2 separate regions of the Mus musculus genome follow, and region 1 is linked to region 2. A link is a contact called in public HiChIP or PLAC-seq data. All regions are on one chromosome and are shown on one strand. Each heading gives the region's core, a stretch centred on a gene start, on an enhancer-like site or on the middle of the called end of the contact. The rest is flanking DNA. Distances are from core to core; before and after follow the strand shown.

What was found. HiChIP or PLAC-seq counts read pairs in DNA pulled down with a chosen protein or histone mark.
Region 1: an H3K27ac HiChIP or PLAC-seq map of embryonic stem cells shows a contact between it and region 2, with 5 read pairs. The contact joins two enhancer-like sites.

Annotation. Positions count from the first base shown.
Region 1 is chr5:135,948,602-135,953,330 of GRCm38.p6, forward strand. No RefSeq gene overlaps it. Among named protein-coding and RNA genes, the nearest start is that of Ywhag, 16 kb to the left of the region's middle. Within about 2 kb of position 3,145, at least 99 of the 459 cell types and tissues checked have an H3K27ac peak or open chromatin away from gene starts, as enhancers often do. A contact at or near this core is called in embryonic stem cells, where this site is marked.
Region 2 is chr5:135,491,534-135,495,768 of GRCm38.p6, forward strand. The region is part of intron 1 of Hip1 (huntingtin interacting protein 1); the gene reads right to left. Among named protein-coding and RNA genes, the nearest start is that of Gm52790, 42 kb to the right of the region's middle. Within about 2 kb of position 2,943, at least 28 of the 459 cell types and tissues checked have an H3K27ac peak or open chromatin away from gene starts, as enhancers often do. A contact at or near this core is called in embryonic stem cells, where this site is marked.

The sequences.
Region 1 (4,729 bases), core at 1,895-4,394, 460 kb after region 2:
AGTGGTAGCATGCTTGCCAATCCTGTGCATTGGGTTCAATCCCCAGCACTGAAAAAAAACAAAACAAGTTTATTTGGCTTATGATTATTGAGGCTGGGAAGTCTAAGAGCATGGTGGCTTGGAACCTGGTGAGGGCCACCTCTGCATTTTAATGCAATCTCCATAGCTCAGACAGGATAAGTATGCTAGCTGGAATCTCCTTCTTCTCATTCTCCTCTTCCCCATCCTCCTCTGCTCCTGTTCCTCTTCATTGTTATTATTGTGGACTTTGTTTTGAGACAGGGTCTGGCTCCACATAGCCTAGGCTGGTCCTAACTGTCCCCAGGGTGCTGGGATTCCAGGTGTGAGCCACCATTCTGGCTTCCCCTCCTACAATACCACTCAAACCAGCATTAGAACATTATCCACTCCTAATTCTCTCCTTGAAGAGCCTACTACCAAACTTTATCCATACGTGGATTAGAGGGCTCGGTTTCTCCACTTGATTACAGCCAGAAAAAGCCTGATTAGCCTCAAACAAAGGGCTTGTGACGTTTCTGATCTCGGCCCTTGTGTTTGAAAATAACACACTAGTGACAGAGTGGCTCAGAACAAGCCATTTGGGATAATGCTAAAAAAAAAGTCCCATATTTTCTTGCCTTCTCCCAAGATCCTTTGAACGCCAGTTGTCCCATCCAGATCAGAAGAACAACATGGAATCCTGGGGATTTTCTGACTCTTTCTTGCCTCCTGGGAGATTTCCTGGGTTCTAGGGGTAGGGGAGGAAAGGATTAAAAGAAAAAGGTCCCAGAAGGGCTGGCTTCAAGGTAGGTGCCATTACTGAGGGGGCCATGCCACCAGCCCTAAAACGCTATTTATCATTTGCCCATGGGGGAGGCATGAGATGTGATCCTGCGGTGGGCACTGGCTGAGCCTTCCAGTTCTTGAGCCAGGAAAAACTGGGGTAAGGGCTGCGTGGGGGCAGGCTTACATTGTACTTGTTCAGTTTAATTGTATTTAGTTTGTGTGTGTGCACATGCATGGAGACCAGAGGATGGGCTGTAGGACTCAGCTCTCTCTTCCACCGTGTGAGTTCCATAGACCCAGCTCAGACTGTCAGGGCTCCGGGCAGGAGCTGCTGGTCCTAAAACTTTATTATAGTGTGTGTATTGTAAAATTTGTGTGTGTGTTGTGATATGTGTACGCATAGTATGATGTGTGAGTATATTGTGATAAGTGTATATGTTGATATGCATGTGTATTGTGATGTGTGTGTCTGTGTGCATGTATTATGATATGTATATATTGTGGTGTGTATATGTGTGTTAGTGTGTGTGTCCATGGATGGGCAAAAGATTATGAAGTCAATTCTCTTTCCATCTTTAGATGGGTTCCCGGGATTTACCAGATTTGTACGGTAAGGATTTTACCCACTGAGCAACCTCACCCGCCCCTGCACTAATTTTTGTACTGTATTGTATTGTATTTTTTCTCTTGTATTGTATTGTATTATTTAGATACAGGGTTTTTCCTTGGCTGCTGCTTCCTCCTCTTCCTCCTCCTCCTCCTTTCATTTTATGTGCACTGGTGTTTTGCCTGCATGTACATCTGTGTGAGGGTGTCAGATCTTGGAGTTACAGACAGTTGTGAGTCGCCATGTGGGTGCTGGGAATTGAACCTGTGTCCTCTTAACCACTGAGTCTCTGCACTTTTTTTTGTTTTGTTTTTTGTTTTGTTTTTCAAGACAGGGTTTCTCTGTGTAGCCCTGGCTGTCCTGGAACTCACTCTGTAGACCAGGCTGGCCTCGAACTCAGAAATCTGCCTGCCTCTGCCTCCCGAGTGCTGGGATTATGCACTTTCTTTAAAACAGGGTTTCCTGTGTCCCAGGCTAGCTTTGAACTTACTCTGATCCTCCTGCCTCAGCCACACACATCTTGAGATTGTATGTATGTCCCAGCAGCTGCTTTTCCTGTCCTTTGTTTACTTGGTTTAGGTTTTGTAATAGGGTCTCTAAATGCAGCCCAGGCTAGCCTTAGACTGGTTCTGTCACTCAGGCTGGCCTTGATCTTGTGATCCTCTTGCCTCAGCCTCCTCAGTGCAAGCAAGATGGCTCGGTTGGTAAATGTACTGGCATGGCAATGTGAATTTGACCCTTGGAACCCATGTGGTAGGAAAACCAACTTCTTCAAGTGTCCTCTGGCCTCCACCTGTACTCTGTAACACGAGCACGGCCATACACACACACACACACACACACACACACACACACACACACACACACGAAACAAATGCAGGGTCGGGCGTGGTGGTGCACGCCTTTAATCCTAGCACTTGGAAGGCGGAGGCAGGCGGATTTCTGAGTTCAGGGCCAGTTCAAGGCCAGCCTGGCTACATGGTGGGTGAGACCCTGTCTCAAAACAAAGAAAGATCTGAAAATCAGAATAAGAACCTGGAGATAATCATGCTGGAGGGTTGGGGTAGCTTGGAGGGGACAAGTGGATCATCTGGGGTGGTGGAAGGGAAGAGCATCCTGAGATGACAGTTGAGTGGGACGGACTTCAGAGTGGACTGCAGGGAGGTTCCTGGGAGCCTATTTCTCTTGAAAGTAGAAGCTGGAGTCAGTTGCTGAGTCATGGCAGGAGGAGGGGAGGAGGCAGGCTAGAGAACAGGCTGCTGGTTTCCCGGAACTCCTGAAGTGGGTGGATGGGGGGTAAGGGCTTACAACGACTGACCATTCCACAGCCATCTGGGCCTGGAGGCCATGTTCTAAGGAGGCAGCCATCTGTCCCACCCTGAGATTTTTTTTTTTTTCTCTAACAGCCCTAAACTGCATAGACCAGGGTCTGAGAGAGTCAAAATCTGAACCGCAGAGTAGATAGGGTCGACATGGCCATGAGATGGAAGAAGGGAGCAGAGTAAGTGAGGACATTGGTTTAGTCTCTAGGCAGGGAAGGAGAGTCAACAGGTGGCTGTAACTCTTGGGGACACTGAAGTCCAAAGACAGAACAAGAGGAGATTCTCCAAGATGATAAGAGAACATTCAGGATAGTGGGGCGGACCTAGGCTGGAGTTGGGAGTGTGGCTCAGCAGTAGAACACCTACCCAGGATCCCTTAGTGAACTGGCTGGTCAAGTGTTAGCCAGCCTAAAATACATCTGGGAGGAGCTATGAGCATGGCTCAGTGGTTGAGCCTGTCATGAGCGAGGCCTAAGGTCCACGCCCAACAATGGGAAGAGAAAATAACACAGGAAAGAAACCAGCTTGGGTCCCAGAGGGATGAGGTTGGCAGCTAAGTTTTCTGAGCAAAGGGACAGAAAACAAGTCCAAGGTTCCAACTCCAAGTGAACCTCAAGCAAGAGACTTTCTCTGAGCACTTTAGAAGAAGCCACATGGCAGTGAAGTGGCCTTGAGACCCACATTGTCAGTCCTCCTGGCTCTACTTCCTTTTTTTTTTTTTTTTAAAGATTTATTTATTATTATACATAAGTACACTGTAGCTGTCTTCAGACATACCAGAAGAGGGCATCAGATCTCATTATGGGTGGTTGTGAGCCACCATGTGGTTGCTGGGATTTGAACTCAGGACCTTCGGTAGAGCAGTCTGTGCTCTTACCCACTGAGCCATCTCGCCAGCCCCCTGTTCTACTTCCAATGGAGCCAAGCATCCACCCATTCTGCTGTGGGGATTCACATTCTCAGGGCAGCACTGACCACCTGTATCAAATGAAGATGGTCCAACAAGCTTTTGGAGATTAATCATAAAGAAGTAGGGGGCTTGATCAGCTTGGACCTTGATTGTAGTTGTGTGATTTTTTTTTTTTTTTGAGCAGATGTAAAGAAACATCTGTTTGACTTAAGCTTAGTGTCATATACCTATAATCCCTGCTGTGGGGAAGTATTTGTGTGTGTGTTTGGGGGGAGGGGTGTCAGGCAGGAGGATCAGGAGTTCAAGGTCAACCTTGGGCACATCATAAGTGTTTTTGGTTTTTTTTGTTTTGTTTTGTTTTTTTGTTTTTTTGTTTTTTTCTGAGACAGGGTTTCTCTGTATGGCCCTGCTGGCTGTCCTAGAACTCACTCTGTAGACCAGGCTGGCCTCAAACTCAGAAATCCACCTGCCTCTGCCTCCCAAGTGCTGGGATTAAAGGCATGCGCCACCACGGCCCAGCTGCACATCATGAGTTTAAGACTATCCTGTGATATATGAGACTTTGGAGAGAGGGAAAGGGAGGTAGGGAGTTAAGTTTGGGAAGGAAAAGGAGGAAGGACAGAAAGGAAGAAAGAGAAGAAAGGGAGGGAGAGAGGAGAGAGAGGGAGAGAGATTGATCTGACAGAAGAGCAGGCAGGAAGACAGATTGCTGGACACAGAGACAGGGAGAGGGAGAGAAGATGCTGAGCAAGCTGGTCAGATGCCAGTGTCATCCTGGAAGCTGCTGGGCTGGACCCAATCAGGGCAAGATGGATGGTTGCCTGGAGAACAATGCAGAAGTCACCAGACTAGGCAACTGGACTGTCTCTTCTCTCTGTATGATCTGCAAGAAAAGTCGGGCCAGGAGCAGGGCATGGTGGTACAAACCTGCCACGGAAGTACCAGGTAGTAGAAGTAGGAGGACTCAAGGTCATCTTCAGTTACATAGAAAGTCTAAGGACACATGAGAGTCCTCTAAAGGCCAAAGGCTAGGGGAGGCTGGAGAGATGGCTCAGTGGTTAAGAGCACTTACTGCTCTTTCAGAGGACTTGGGTTCAATTCCCA
Region 2 (4,235 bases), core at 1,693-4,192:
AAGCAAACACTGGGTCTCTTTGTACCTACTGGAAGGAGCCTGCTGGGCAGGAGAGGATCTCCCCTCCTCTGGAATCAGAGTTCTTATCTATGAAGTTGGGACGGGTTTTCCCGAAAGCCTTCTGGTGGGTGGGGGCGAGCATGCAATCAGAGTGATCTAAAAGAGGAAGTTATGTAGGGAGCTAGGTGTGGTGGCTCCTGGCCAAAAGCCTAGCACCCGGGCACAAAGGCAGGAGAACCAGGGTTTCCAGAGTAGCCAAGGCTGCACAGCCAGGAGCTACCAAGCAAGACACTGCTCAAGGATGGAAGTTTGTGAACCATTAAGCCTGGATGGAAATGGTTGACAGATCAAGGATTCCCAACAGTTGCTTTTCTATTTGAGTGTGGGCTTTTGTTGTTTTCCAACAAGGTCTCATATGCTCTGTAGCAGTTCTGTTCTCCATCTTTTACAAATGCTGACTTGTGTTTGTCTGTTTCAAATAGACCGGGCTGGCCTCAAAGTCACCTTGATCCACCTGCCTCTGCCTCCAGAGTGCTGAGATCTAAGGTGTGTGATTTTGTGTCCAGTTATAAATTCCCCGAGTTTGGGTGATGCTTTTTAATTTTTATTTATTTTTGAGACAGGCACCACATTTCCCTGGCTGACCTAAAACTTGGCCTGGAACTGCCCCTTAAGTGATAGGATTAAACGTATGCACCACCACACCTAGCTGAGGTGTGTTCACTCTCCTCCCCCCCTCCCCAACTCTATATAGCCCAGGTTGGCCTTGAACTCACAGCAATCTCAATGCCCTGCCAAAGCCTGCAGATCGCTGGAAAGATAAGAGTCTGCATCAATACCTAGCTAAAAAGGCACTGGAGATTTGAACTTAAGTCTTCATGCTTGAGGAACAAACACTTAACCTACTACCAACACAAAGTTTAAACCTGGGACAAATGGCTGAGGTGCCTACTTAAGATATCAAAGGGCACACTGGCCACCAGGTTCTCCCTGCACCCCTAAGTCCTAACCCCTGGATGGCACCACCACCCGACCTGAACCCTCCAGCCAGGGGCTGTGCTGCCCTTGCTCCAGATGCCCTTCCCTTTAGAATCCAACCATTTGGTTACCTGCCCTCTTGGACTTCTCTCTTTGAGCCTCCTAGTTACTGAACCTGGCTCCCCTCCCCTCCTGTCCCTATCTTCCCCTCCCCTCCCCTCCCCTCCTCACATGGCTAAGGGGCATGACCAACTGGACTCTCCCAACTGATTTCTGTAAGGTGTCCCTGCCTCTGGCTATGCTCTCCCTTGTATCTACAATAAACTTTCTCCGCCACCACACCCAGAAGTCATGTCCTTTCCTTTCTATTTTTTTCCATTCAAAACTTTTGATTGTGACCTAGTAACATAAATTTCCAGGTTCTGGGCTCCAGAGCCATAAGAAGATGAGGGGGCAAGGTACTGCTTCTATTTTTATTACATTTACGAAAGAGAGAGGCTGTGCGTGTGTGCGTGTGTGTGTGTGTGTGTGTGTGTGTGTGTGTGTGTGTGTGTGTGTGTTTGCAAAAATCCATTCTTTCCACCATGTGGGATCCAGGAGATCTGAACTTAGGTCACTGGGTTTGGTGGCAAGCACCCTTACCCATTGAGCCCTGTCATTGGCCCCAGAATTCTGATGTTTTAACTACTGAGCCTGTGGTCAGCTTTGTTGTAGCGATTACTGGAAATGCACATGCTCAAAGGCCAGCAAGCACTGAAGCTTGCCTAAACTGCCCTTGGGCTGGGCTGCTTTCCAGTTACCTCACCCTGAAGCTGTGACAAAAGAGGACCAGCTAGCCAGGGGCAAGAATGTACCTTGCTCCATTTACAGGGGCGAGGCCTGTGCAGAAGTGTCTCAGAAAACAGCCTCTGGGGGCTGCTGAGCACCTAAAGGCACTTACCTAAAGAACTAAGTTCGATCCCTGGGACCCACATGATAAAAGGAGTCAACTGATTACTGGAAGCTGCCCTCTGACCTCCACACAAGGACAGTGGCATATGTGGGACATGTGTGGGCCCCACCAATAAATGAATAAGCACATAAATAAGTAAATAAATAAATGGAGTAAAAATTGTAAAACAAACACACCCTCTCAACTGATCTACATATTTGCCTGTAGTCTCTTCCTCTCTCATCATTCTTTTTTTTTTTTTTTTAAAGATTTATTTATTATTATAATTAAGTACACTGTAGCTGTCTTCAGGCACACCAGAAGAGAGTGTCAGATCTCATTACGGATGGTTGTGAGCCACCATGTGGTTGCTGGGATTTGAACTCAGGACCTTCGGAAGAGCAGTCAGTGCTCTTAACCGCTGAGCCATCTCTCCAGCCCCCTCTCTCTCATCATTCTTACAGTAATTTAATTATAATTTCTCATCGGCCAACCTCAAATAAAAAACAGATCCCCTTTTTTTTTTTTTAATCAAGACCTTTAATGCTTTGGCCTCCCCTCCCACCTTTGTAGTCTACCTTCTCCCAGTCTCTCACCCCTCCCACTTTACCATACTTCTCATCTTTGGCAATTTAAGTGAGACCCTTACCTCAAAGTAAAAACCAAAAAAACCTAAACAAACAAACAAAATATAAAGAGGGCTGGGGGCATGACTCAGCAGTAGAGCCCTGCCTAGAATCCTCCAGTAAGGGGCTGGGGGCGTGGCTCAGCGGTAGAGCCCCTGCCTAGAATCCCCCAGGGAGGGCCTGGGGGCGTGGCTCAGTGGTGGAGCACCTGCCTAGAATCCTCCAGTGAGGGGCTGGGGGCGTGGCTCAGTGACAGTGCTTTCCTAGCAGGTGTGAAAGCCTCAGTACCACACATAAAAGAAAGTTTTATGGAAAAGGGAGAAAGCTGCCATTCTTTGACAAGTATATAGACCAGTGGATGTGTCCTGGTGGAGGCTGACACCTACTGGTGACCAGATTTGTGCAGCCTGGCCCTACACATTCCACACCACAGGCCTTGGGGGCCAGGCCAGGGTAGGGCGTTGATACAGAGCATTGCGTTGTAAAGGTGATCAATTTCAGTAATTCCCAGTGATAAGCTTAGTAATCAAACAATGCTTGTCAAAGGGCTTGTAGCCTTAGTTGTTACGCTATTGTTTTTAAAAATAAAGTCTCTCTCTACAGGGCTGCAGTGTTTACAAAATACCTTTTGGTCTATTGTCTCGTTCAATCCTACGCGCATCCGGGAGGCTGGGGCAGAAGGCATTGTTATGACTACGGAGATACATGCTGATATAAGGAGCAGTGACCATGGAACCTGGGGATAAGCAGGGATAGGCCAGAGGTCCCTGGATTTGTTTTGTTTTGTTTTTTGTATTTTTTTCAACTGTTTATTTGTGGTTGTGAGCCTCCTCCGTGTGGGTGTTGAGAATCAAACCCAGGTCCTCTGGAAGAGCAGGCAGTACTCTTAACCACAGAGCCACCATCTCTCTAGCTCCTGACCTGCCTCAAGGGTGCTGGGGACCCAGGTGTGCACTGCCACACCCACCTTAAGTTTCTTCAACTTTGTATACTATGCTTTAATATCTGCAGTGAAGAGATGGGACTAGGTTGTGGCTCAGTGGGTAGCATCCTTACCTAGCACGCATGAAGCTCTGAGCTCCATTCCAGTGTCACATCAACCCACCATGGCAGAACACAGCCCTCAGGAGGCAGAGGCAGGGGGATTAGACATTCAAGCTCATCTTTGGCTACCTTAGCGAGTTGAAGTCTAGCCTGGACTACAGGAGACACATTTCAAAACATCCAACGTGGGTTGGAGAGATGGCCCATCAGATAAAGGCTCGTGCCTGGAGAGGCTTTGGCAAGCTGAGTTCGAACCCTGGAGCCCATGTGAAGGCAAAATGGAGAGAACAGACTCCACATCGTTGTCCTCTGACCTTCATGTGTGTGCCACGGCAGATATGTGCACACACAAGAATAATTAAATAAATAGAAACATTAGGAAAGATGGAAGAGAAGGTGATATGAAGGAAGGGGTAACAGAAGAGCAGAGAGACAGCTCAGCGGTTAAGGGCATTCACCGCTGCTGTGTCAGAGGGCCAGGGTTTGGAGTGTGTAGCATCTACAACAGATGGCTCACAAATACCACTAACTCCAGCTCCGGGGAATTTGCGCCTCCTTCTGGCCTCTGTGAACACCTGCGCACTCTGCACACACATGCACAGCACAGACACACACAAATAAAATCATACAATAAGTCTTTGTTGTTTGTTGAAACA